Regions from separate parts of the Triticum aestivum genome. Here region 1 is linked to region 2. A link is a contact called in public Hi-C data. All regions are on one chromosome and are shown on one strand. Each heading gives the region's core, a stretch centred on a gene start, on an enhancer-like site or on the middle of the called end of the contact. The rest is flanking DNA. Distances are from core to core; before and after follow the strand shown.

What was found. Hi-C and Micro-C count contacts between places; a contact is called where the count stands out from the background.
Region 1: a contact with region 2 is called in a Hi-C map of leaf, with 4 times the contacts expected there. The contact joins the promoter of LOC123066860 here to the enhancer-like site in region 2. A contact is called at or near these places in 2 of 5 Hi-C or Micro-C datasets (both in leaf) and 1 of 1 datasets of contacts at active chromatin or transcription factors (leaf).

What each region holds. Positions count from the first base shown.
Region 1 is chr3B:822,815,740-822,820,383 of IWGSC CS RefSeq v2.1, forward strand. It overlaps LOC123066860, which reads left to right and starts at 2,215. Exons shown (of 3, transcript XM_044489856.1): 1 at 2,215-2,561; 2 at 2,647-2,826; 3 at 2,903-3,755. The coding sequence starts at 2,391. The coding sequence ends at 3,532.
Region 2 is chr3B:822,646,889-822,651,202 of IWGSC CS RefSeq v2.1, forward strand. No RefSeq gene overlaps it. Among protein-coding and RNA genes, the nearest start is that of LOC123068026, 16 kb to the left of the region's middle. Within about 2 kb of position 1,488, at least 5 of the 8 cell types and tissues checked have an H3K27ac peak or open chromatin away from gene starts, as enhancers often do. A contact at or near this core is called in leaf, where this site is marked.

The DNA of each region.
Region 1 (4,644 bases), core at 965-3,464, 170 kb after region 2:
CAAAGCTGTTTCCACCATTTTCTTGTATTATTCTAATAACTACCTTGTTCTAGAGATTCAGTAGTTTGAGGGAGAGGTTGGAGAGATTGTTCTAACAAGGAAGGGGGGGGGGGTAGAGAAAAAGGGGACACGGGGATAGAACTGGCCAAAACAACCGTTTCCCAAAAACAACAAACACATCGTATGAGCTACAACTAGATAGACATCTCCTGGATGGGGTGCTCATGTTGTTCAATTTGGTGTGCTAAATCATGTGACTCTGCGCCTCTCCCACTTCGATCATCGAAGTTGTCGCACATCCTCCTTTGTCCCACTTAGTTGACACTCACTTCCATTTTCTTTTGCCGTGCTCACTTGATGCTCTTCTTATGGTTCTCTTCTTATGGTTGGTAGCAGATTCTTACCACCTCTCACCAGATGTTTCTCATGAAGGTTTTGAAGCAGCAACTAGAAGGATATTTTGATCCACAATCCTGATGTTTTTATTGGTTGAATTGACACTGAAGTTTTTTTGTTTACTAATCTTTCATAAAGCCCTAAATGGTTGTGTCTTGTAGGTGAATGTGATGGATAACTGGAGAAACATGATGAGGTAGCGGAGACCGGAGTTGCCTGGTATTATGGATGTAGGCTCCATTTTGTTATGTAGGGGCTGGTGCTGCTACTGTCATGTTGGAATGATGTTGTTTCTATCTGACCAATTTCACATGAGGTTGCTAATAGCATTTGACAAATGGTGTGAGTAGATCATGTAAATTTCTGCTTCTATTGGATATGCTTCCGAATTTAGTTGCTCTTTATTGGATTTGAATCATTGGACCAATATCCATTTGGGTTTAGGGTCATTGTCATTTGCAAGATGAGTTGAAGATGATCCTGTTTCCTACTGTCGTTGCTATTGAGGTGACAACGACTGAGTTAGGATGAGATGGTGTTGATATACATGACAGCTGCGATTTTCTAATGCAGCATTGAGATAAAAAAAATTGTGAGGCATGCTCAGTTAAATAATGGTAGCCACTAGTTTGTATGTATGTTTACTTTACCTGCATTGAAGTGAAGAATCCTTGTTGATTCATAGATCTGCGCTGGGCTAAATGTGTAGGATGAAGAACGACAATTTTAATTCAATTGCATCTCTTCTATAACATGTTCCTGAACTGTAGCTTTACTAGTACTATTTTATACAATGTCGTGCCATTAAAAAATTGTGCCACTCCCTTTACGCAAAACCCGATGATGGAGTATAAGCACGACACGATCATAAAAAATGACAATCTGTTGCCACGTGAATAGCTTGCAAGTTAAGATCCTCCGCTAGTGCCATTGATTCCCAAACTGCAAAAGCTTCTAAAGTAGTAGGTTCTAAGATGCCCTTAAGCACAATAGCGAATGCGCCGAGGACGTTACTTGGATAGACACATCTAACCCATGGAGCATCGGACCATGGGCCAGGTCGGGGACCCCATAAAGTTCATCTGCATCGTCAACACCCTGCGCAAGAACATGCCCACTACCTGTTAAACATCATATTGTGACCTGTCACTGGTGATGTTTGGTTTCGGATTGATAACGTACACGTAGACGCAATGTGTTCATGTATTGGAAATATAATGACCAACTTGAAGTATAAGATAAAGTAGAATAAAATCGTACAATCATATCTTTTTTAATAATCATAATACTCAACAGGAGCAGATCTCACGTGTTGCCCCTGAGATCCGATGGATCTGGTCTCACATACCAACCCGCGAGACCCGCTGATGAATGACACGCGGCGATGCCATCTCAAAGCCGTGGTCATTTGTGTACGTACCTGTTGAGATGTAGGATTTGCAATCACGATTGGAAATGATAAAATGGCAAAGTGGTGTTGGTGCTTTGAGATCGTGGAGGCCACGTGTCATCTACCGGGGCACGTCTCACGTGATGATCTGTAAAACCGGGTCTCGTAGAATTTTATCCCGAGGAGATAGAGCAGTAGCTGCAGTCTAGCTAGGCGCCCACGTCTCGCTACGGATAGGGATGGCAAACGACCGCTCCTCCCTACCGTGGCCGACGCCCGGCGCGGTGACGCGGCGGCCAGCGACACCGCTAGCCGCACGTGTGCAGCCACTCGAGGCGCACGTGTCGCCTTAGCCGACAGCGCGGCACGCGCTCACTCCTCACTCAGTCTCTGTCCCCGCCTGGAACTCTCAACCAAACCCCTCTCCATGTCCAGCTCCACGACACGGCCGGCGTGCGTGTCAGTGCTTATCTTTTTCGCCCGAAGTACCAAGAGTGGCGTGGCGAGGGTGGCCGGCTAGCTAGGTAGTGGAGCGTGTCAGAGAATGGTGGCGCCCGGCCTGACCCGAGCAGAGCTGAGCCTGAGCTGAGATCCTCCTTCGCGCATGCTTTCTTCGCCTTGCTCCGTCGCGGCGTGCGGCGCTCGCGCGTTCCGGGGCCTGGCCGTGGCCGCCGTCCGGCTCCCGATGCTCCTCTTCTGCGACGCCATGGTGTGGGCCGTCACCTTCCTCACCTTCCCCGTGCGCCTCCTCGCCGCCGCCGACAGGGAGCGCAAGGTGACCACCTAAGCCGCCGTCCGCCGGCTGGTCCGCCCTCGCTCGGCTAGCTCTGATTCCTGCGGTTTTCTTCTTTCTGGGGCAGCTGGAGCGGCTGGTGGGGGAGATGCAGGGGCAGATGGAGCGGGTGGTGTGGGAGAACAGGGACCTGGAGCAGCGGCTGCGGACGGCGCTCAAGGAGAACGCGACCATGGAGGACATCCTCGACGAGATGGAGGAGGAGAACGAGGACGCCTTCGCCAGGATTGACCAACTCGAGAGCCATGTACGAGCAGAGCCGAATCCATCGATTCGCCATTGGGGGGATTCGCTAATTTTGTGCTTGGCGTCTGTGCCTGCAGCTCAAGGCGCTCAAGAAGGAGAACATGCGGCTCAAGGAGCAGAGAGGCAAGTCCGTGTGGGACAAGGCGGCGGCCACGGCCACGGCGGCCACGGTGGCGGTGGCTGGAAGTGGCGGGGGCAAGAAGAAGGCTGGTGAACCGAGGGCGTGGGAAGGCCAAGAAGAAGAGGAAGAAGACGCGGCAGCTCAGAAGGACCGGCCCGTGGTCTTCAAACCCGGCGACATCGACGCCTTCCCACCGTCAGAGGCGCAGGCCCGGCTTCTGCGGGCGACGGCGCGGCGGCGGAGCCTGTTCAGCTTCGGCATGTCGCTGGCGGTGGGCGGGATCGCGTGGTCGGCGGACGGGCCGTGCCTGCCGCTTCTCGCGGGGCTCGTCGCCGTGGTGGCCATGTCCATGTGCAGCGTGTCGCGCCTCTTCCGCGCGCCCGCGGGCCGCCGCGTCCCGCCGCCGGCGTCCGCCGCCTCCGACGGCGCCGTGGCGCTGCTGAGCCTCAACTGGTTCCTGCTGGGCGTGCTCACGTACCCCATGCTCCCGGGCGTGGCGCGGGCCGTCCTCCCGCGCGTCCTCCCGCGCGCCACGCGCCTCGCCGGCCCCGCCATGGCGTGGCTCGCTGCCGCGGTGCCCGTTTGACGGCGTGAGGTGGCACCGCAAAATGGCCTCCGTCTGTGTGTATCCGCGGCTCTGGTTCTCTGTTTTCTGAAGTTATGCGAGTCGTTATAGCAAAAGAAAAACTTCATTCTCCTAAACTTGAGCATGTACAGACGTAGGATCTGCCCACGAATATGTGTATTGTACTTGTCAGATTCAAACAACACACTAACATCGTGGCTTTGAATAATGCTATGATTAATTATTAGTGTTGGATAAGTTTTCCTCCGCAGTTTTTTTGTTGGTTTGGTAAAGCAATGCTACACTCGTAATCTTAAGAGCATCTCCTACAAATTTGGAGATGTGAAATAGGAGATGTAAAAATTTACATCTTCACATCTCAAAAAAGGACAACTCCAACAGATGATGTATATTCGAGATGGAAAAAAGCAACTCCAATAGATGATACAAAATGGAGATGTAAAAAATAGGCCGCTTCGAGATGGAAAAAAGCAACTCGATGCAAAATGGAGATGTAAAAGATAGTCGGCGGCGGGGCCGTGGCGGTTGTGCGTGGGACGACGAAGGGGCAACGGGGGTTGTGAATCGGGACCGCGGCGGCGCCGATCGTGGCGGTAGAGGAATGGCAATTCAAGGCGAAGAAGCGTCGGAGGGGCGGCGGGGGCTCGACGGTGCGGGCGGCGGGGGCTCGACAGTGCGGGCGGTTGGCTTCACGCGATGGGAAGAATGGCGGATGCGGGCGGGCGGCGTGGAGCGCCTTTTCTACCTCCGGCGGTGGGTTGAGGCTAGGAACAAGACCAGACCGTCCACGATCGCGCCGTGGAAGCCATTTTGGCAGTTGGACCTTCGGCGAAGCTTCGATTCAAAGTGGTAGCTGAATCGAATTAGCAGCTGCGGGGGATAGCCGACGCTAGTACGGCGAGGTAGGCAGCGGGGAAAGGAGGGCAGAGTGGCAGCGGGGCGGGTGAGCGGTGGCGGCGGCGGTGTCAATTTTGGGCGAAATTAGCCAGTGGCGTAGTCAAACAGGCGGCCGGCGGTCGCGCAGAAGCGGGCAGAAGGTAGTTGGGCGGTTGGCATGCGGCTATCAAATTTACATCTCATGTAGGTGGAGATGCAAATTTGCACTATCAGGT
Region 2 (4,314 bases), core at 238-2,737:
TAGGGCGATGATAGGCGCCGGTCCGCGCACAACCACCCGATCTATTCGTACGCACCCGTTGGATTCGGTCCTTCCCACGTCATCTTCTTCCCTCGCACTGCTCGCGAGTAAAAAAAAGGGGATCCACGACTCCACGTGCTCCCCACGAGCACACCACCCCCCGTCCTCCTCCTCCTCCTCGTGGTTCTGTCGTGCCCGACAAGCTCCGGCGAGGTCCCGCCGCCATGGCCGTCTGGATTGTATCATGGCCACCAATTGATCCCAGGAGCGATTCACCATGGATGCAGCTCTAAAAAGGCCGGATCCAGCGCGGGGGCGCCGTAATTGAGGCATCCCCAGCATAATCTGCCTCCGGCTCGCCGTGGCCGTCGCCTGGCTCCGTTGGGTCCAACAAAGTAGATCCAAAAGCAGCAAATCCTTACTGATCGGTTGAAGCAAAAACATTATAATGTTCCAGCAAAAAAAGACATTTTTCCAGCAAAAATCATCAACTGGGAGAACTTCGGTGGTTGATTTGTAGCAAATAAATTTGCTAGTTCCAGCAAAAATAAAAGCTGGTTCCAGCAAAAAAAGACTCCGCAGGGACACTCCACCGGTTTGATTGTAGCAATAGAAAGAAAGATTGTTAGCAAAAAAGTTTGCTAGTTCCAGCAAAAAAAAACCGCTAGTTCAGCAGGAAGACTCTAGCGGTTAGATTGTAGCAAAAGAAACAATGTAGGAAAAGAATTGCTAGTTCCAGCAAAAGAAAACACTTGTTCCAGCAAAAAAGACTTGTTTAGGAAACAACAAATTGCTCGTGGGTGCTGGTTCCAGCAATCCAGCTCGCCGGATCCAACAACCCAGATCACCGGCTGCAGCAAAAAAAATGAGGGTTGCAGCTCGCGATCGTCGCCCTCCCTTCATCAGCGCAGTAGCAAAACGCTCTGCCGGTTCAAGCAAAAAAATTCAGCCAGTTGCAGCAAAAGAGTCACAGATCGCCGGTTCCAGTTCACGTCTTCTCCAGCACAGACGGGTACCAGGCGCAGCACCTTTGCCCCCTCATCTCCACGGGAAAGGGGCAGTGGCTTCTGGAGCTCCACGGGAAGAAAGATGGGAGATGGAGAGAGAGGAGGAGGAGGCCACCGGGGAAGAGAGATGGCTTCGATTGAGAAGATAAGGAGAATGAGAAAAGGAGGCGAAGGAAATGAGTGGAGGAGAGTGATTCGGGGGGAGAAAGAAAAAGATAATGAGATTAAGCGGTTACGGGGCCCACGAGGGAGCCTGTTGCAGGACGCACGATGCGCCTGGGAGCGAACGTGTGGCCTTTGACCGGCCGAAATGTTAGCCGGTCGGCCGGCTACGATCGTTTCCCTTACAATAATCAACCAAATACCACTCTATAAACGCTTTTATATTAGTTTACGGAAAAAATACCTCATTCAGTCATGCAATAGAAAGAAAAGTCAAAGATGCCGAGAGGCTCTTGTTGCATGCAAGCTGCACCCACCTACCAGGACTCGGTAGTCGATGGGTACCATATATAGGAAGGCAGAGCTTCCCTCTTGCTCGGGATGGTCAAGAAAACAAACGCTGACTTTTGTTCGTTCAACGACGGCCGCTCAGCTGAAACGTAGCCGACATGGACTGCAGAGTCTGCGGACAAATTCCACCGCTACATTTCTACGTACTGGCTTTTGACTCGTCTACGCATGCCGATCGAGCTGTATGCACACGGGTACCAGCTACCATCGCACGGGTATAAATACGGCATCGGTGCAGCGCAGCTGTGCACATTAGCTTCTCCAAGCACAGAAGTAACACACGCACCCTTCCTTCCTTCAGGCTTCAACTATGGCTCTCGTCAGGAACTTGGCTGCGCTCCTGTGCGTGGTGCTCGCCTCGCTTGCGTTCGTCGCACAGGCCGTGCTTGCCGCCAGAGGTATGTATCAACTCTCGACCCCCTCTCTTTTTTGTTCGAAAATAGTGATTTTTTTCGAATGTCTAAGGTGATGTCCCGCATGTCTAATGCTGCAGGTGATTTAAGCAACGTGAAGCGAGACGGTGTGAGGGGAACCTGGGCGTCCCCTTCCTACCAGGTGCGGCCGGGGCCGCTCCCGCGCTATCCTCCGAAGTAGGATGGAAGCAATCTATGCCAAGAACGGGAATACAAGTATGCCGCTCAAGAGTAATTTAGTTATTTGTCACTGAGCACTGAGCGTTCGCTGCCGATATAAAGATACCGAAATGCACGATTGTATTTGTATGTTACTCCATGCGTCTCATGATATAAGATGTTATTACAATCGTATGCGAATAAACAACAAGGAGCAACCTGTGTGCCTTGCTGTGTGTCCCATGTCCGGAGACTGTCCGGTGCTGAGTCTATTTGGGTCATGTTCAAGCTATTACTTATTAGAATCATGACATGAAACCTGTCTTTGCGTTGTTTTTTTACCACTACTTGTACCTTGAATGAGCAGTACAAGGAGAAAAGGCTCAATGAATTTACGCGGTCTCTCCACCCGTGTGTTCAATGCTTTCCCTCGTGAGCACAAACGCCGGTTTTCATAGTGTTTGTGTGAGCCGACTCTCGCTTTCTAATTTTGGAGATCTAAATCTCATCCAAGAAGCTGAGATTTGCCAACGGGTCCTTTTGAGACTTCCATCACAAACCGGTCCGAGGCAACATGTGGACTTGTCCCGTTTGAATCTGTTCTTCTTGCCTGTGGATGTCCAAGCTATTTGTCGTATATGGCTATGTCCGCGTTTTGGGGATGATTTCATTGCCTGGAAACCAGAGAAGAATGGCCAATTCACAGTTTGAAGTGCTTACTGGCTAGCTGCGGTGGTCTTCCCCATGCCTCCGAACCCGACAACGTACATCATGTCGGAGCTGTTGTTTTCGTCAGTCACCCACTTCTAAAGATATGATTGGTTGACTATAGACGACGCATGCATCGTTTTATTCCTTGTTCGGCGCGAAGCAAACAACAAATAAGAATCGAGCGATGCGAGACGAAAACGCGGTAAACCAACCAGCAAAACGAACCCCTTTCATTTTTTATTTTTCTCATCTCATTATAATAATATTATAGAAAAAGAAACGAGCGGTACGTGCATGTTTTTTTTTCTAAAAGAAGAATTTTTTTTACCACAGATGACGCCCTGTACGTGTTCTTCCTCCCGGCCCCGTAGGTAGGTCGTTTGTCTTCCTTTCTTCTCCTCGCCATCTAGCAGTCAAGCTCCCACCCAATTATTACATGTATTTCACTACTCGCCCGACCTTGTTTGTTGCGGGCCCGCCGCGATTTCCTCCGCCGCCGTGTCGTATGCATATGTCTTCCTCGCCCCGCCCCGCCCAGCATCTCCTCCTCAACCTGCACTAGCCGACGAGCTCCTCCCCTCCCCTCAGGATGCATCCTCCACCATGGACTTCTTTTAAGGGAAGACGCCAGAGAACTGGAAGAAACATACAGTAATTTTTGACACCAAACATGTTCGTGCCTTTTATATGCGTGCAAAAGTTCGTGCCCAAATGACAAATTATGTGCTCCGGTAGAAAAAAAAAAACTAAATGTGCCCTTAAAAGTAAATTTGGATAAACTTTGAATTGTGTGCACTTAATTGCCATCCCACTTAATCTGTATGTTTTGCTGGTTACTACGCAGGGACACGTTGGACCATGGTTCAACAAATCCTCTATCAAAAGAAGACTTGAAAATAGCAGTAGTGACACTTTGGCTATGTTACTTCCGATAAATATCATTGTACCAGTATAGCATATACAACCTCTGTAAATTGCAAAAGCGTATTACATTAAGTTAAGGAGGGTGTAGTGACAATCCTACATTGAATCTCGCAAATGTATTATTAGTTTGCATATCATCGTAGGCATTTGGAATGAGCAAGCGTACCTTACAACTTTTGAAAGCAAGCCGCTGGAGGGCAGGAGTGTTGTGTAGAAAACGGTCCGTCACCAAGGTTACAGTCGTCCAGGGTCAAGCTTTTGAGGTTGGGGAACACACAACAAGCTTTTGAGGTTGGGAAACAAGCAACAGGGTTCATCCAGCACAGCCTCCAGAAGCACGTTGGACATTCATAATTATGTGTACCATCAACATTTCATGGATTTGACCGCTGTGCAAATGCGCGTGCGTGTGTGTGCGCGGGTGTGCGTCTGTGTGTGCGTTACTGTGTGTTTATCTTGCATAAAATATTTCTATTAACATTAAATATTCTATGATAAAATCATACCAAAAAATCATAAATGGACAAGTACACAATACATTTCCAGACGGATAGACATATGGTGTCCAAGAAGGTCATTTGAGTAAC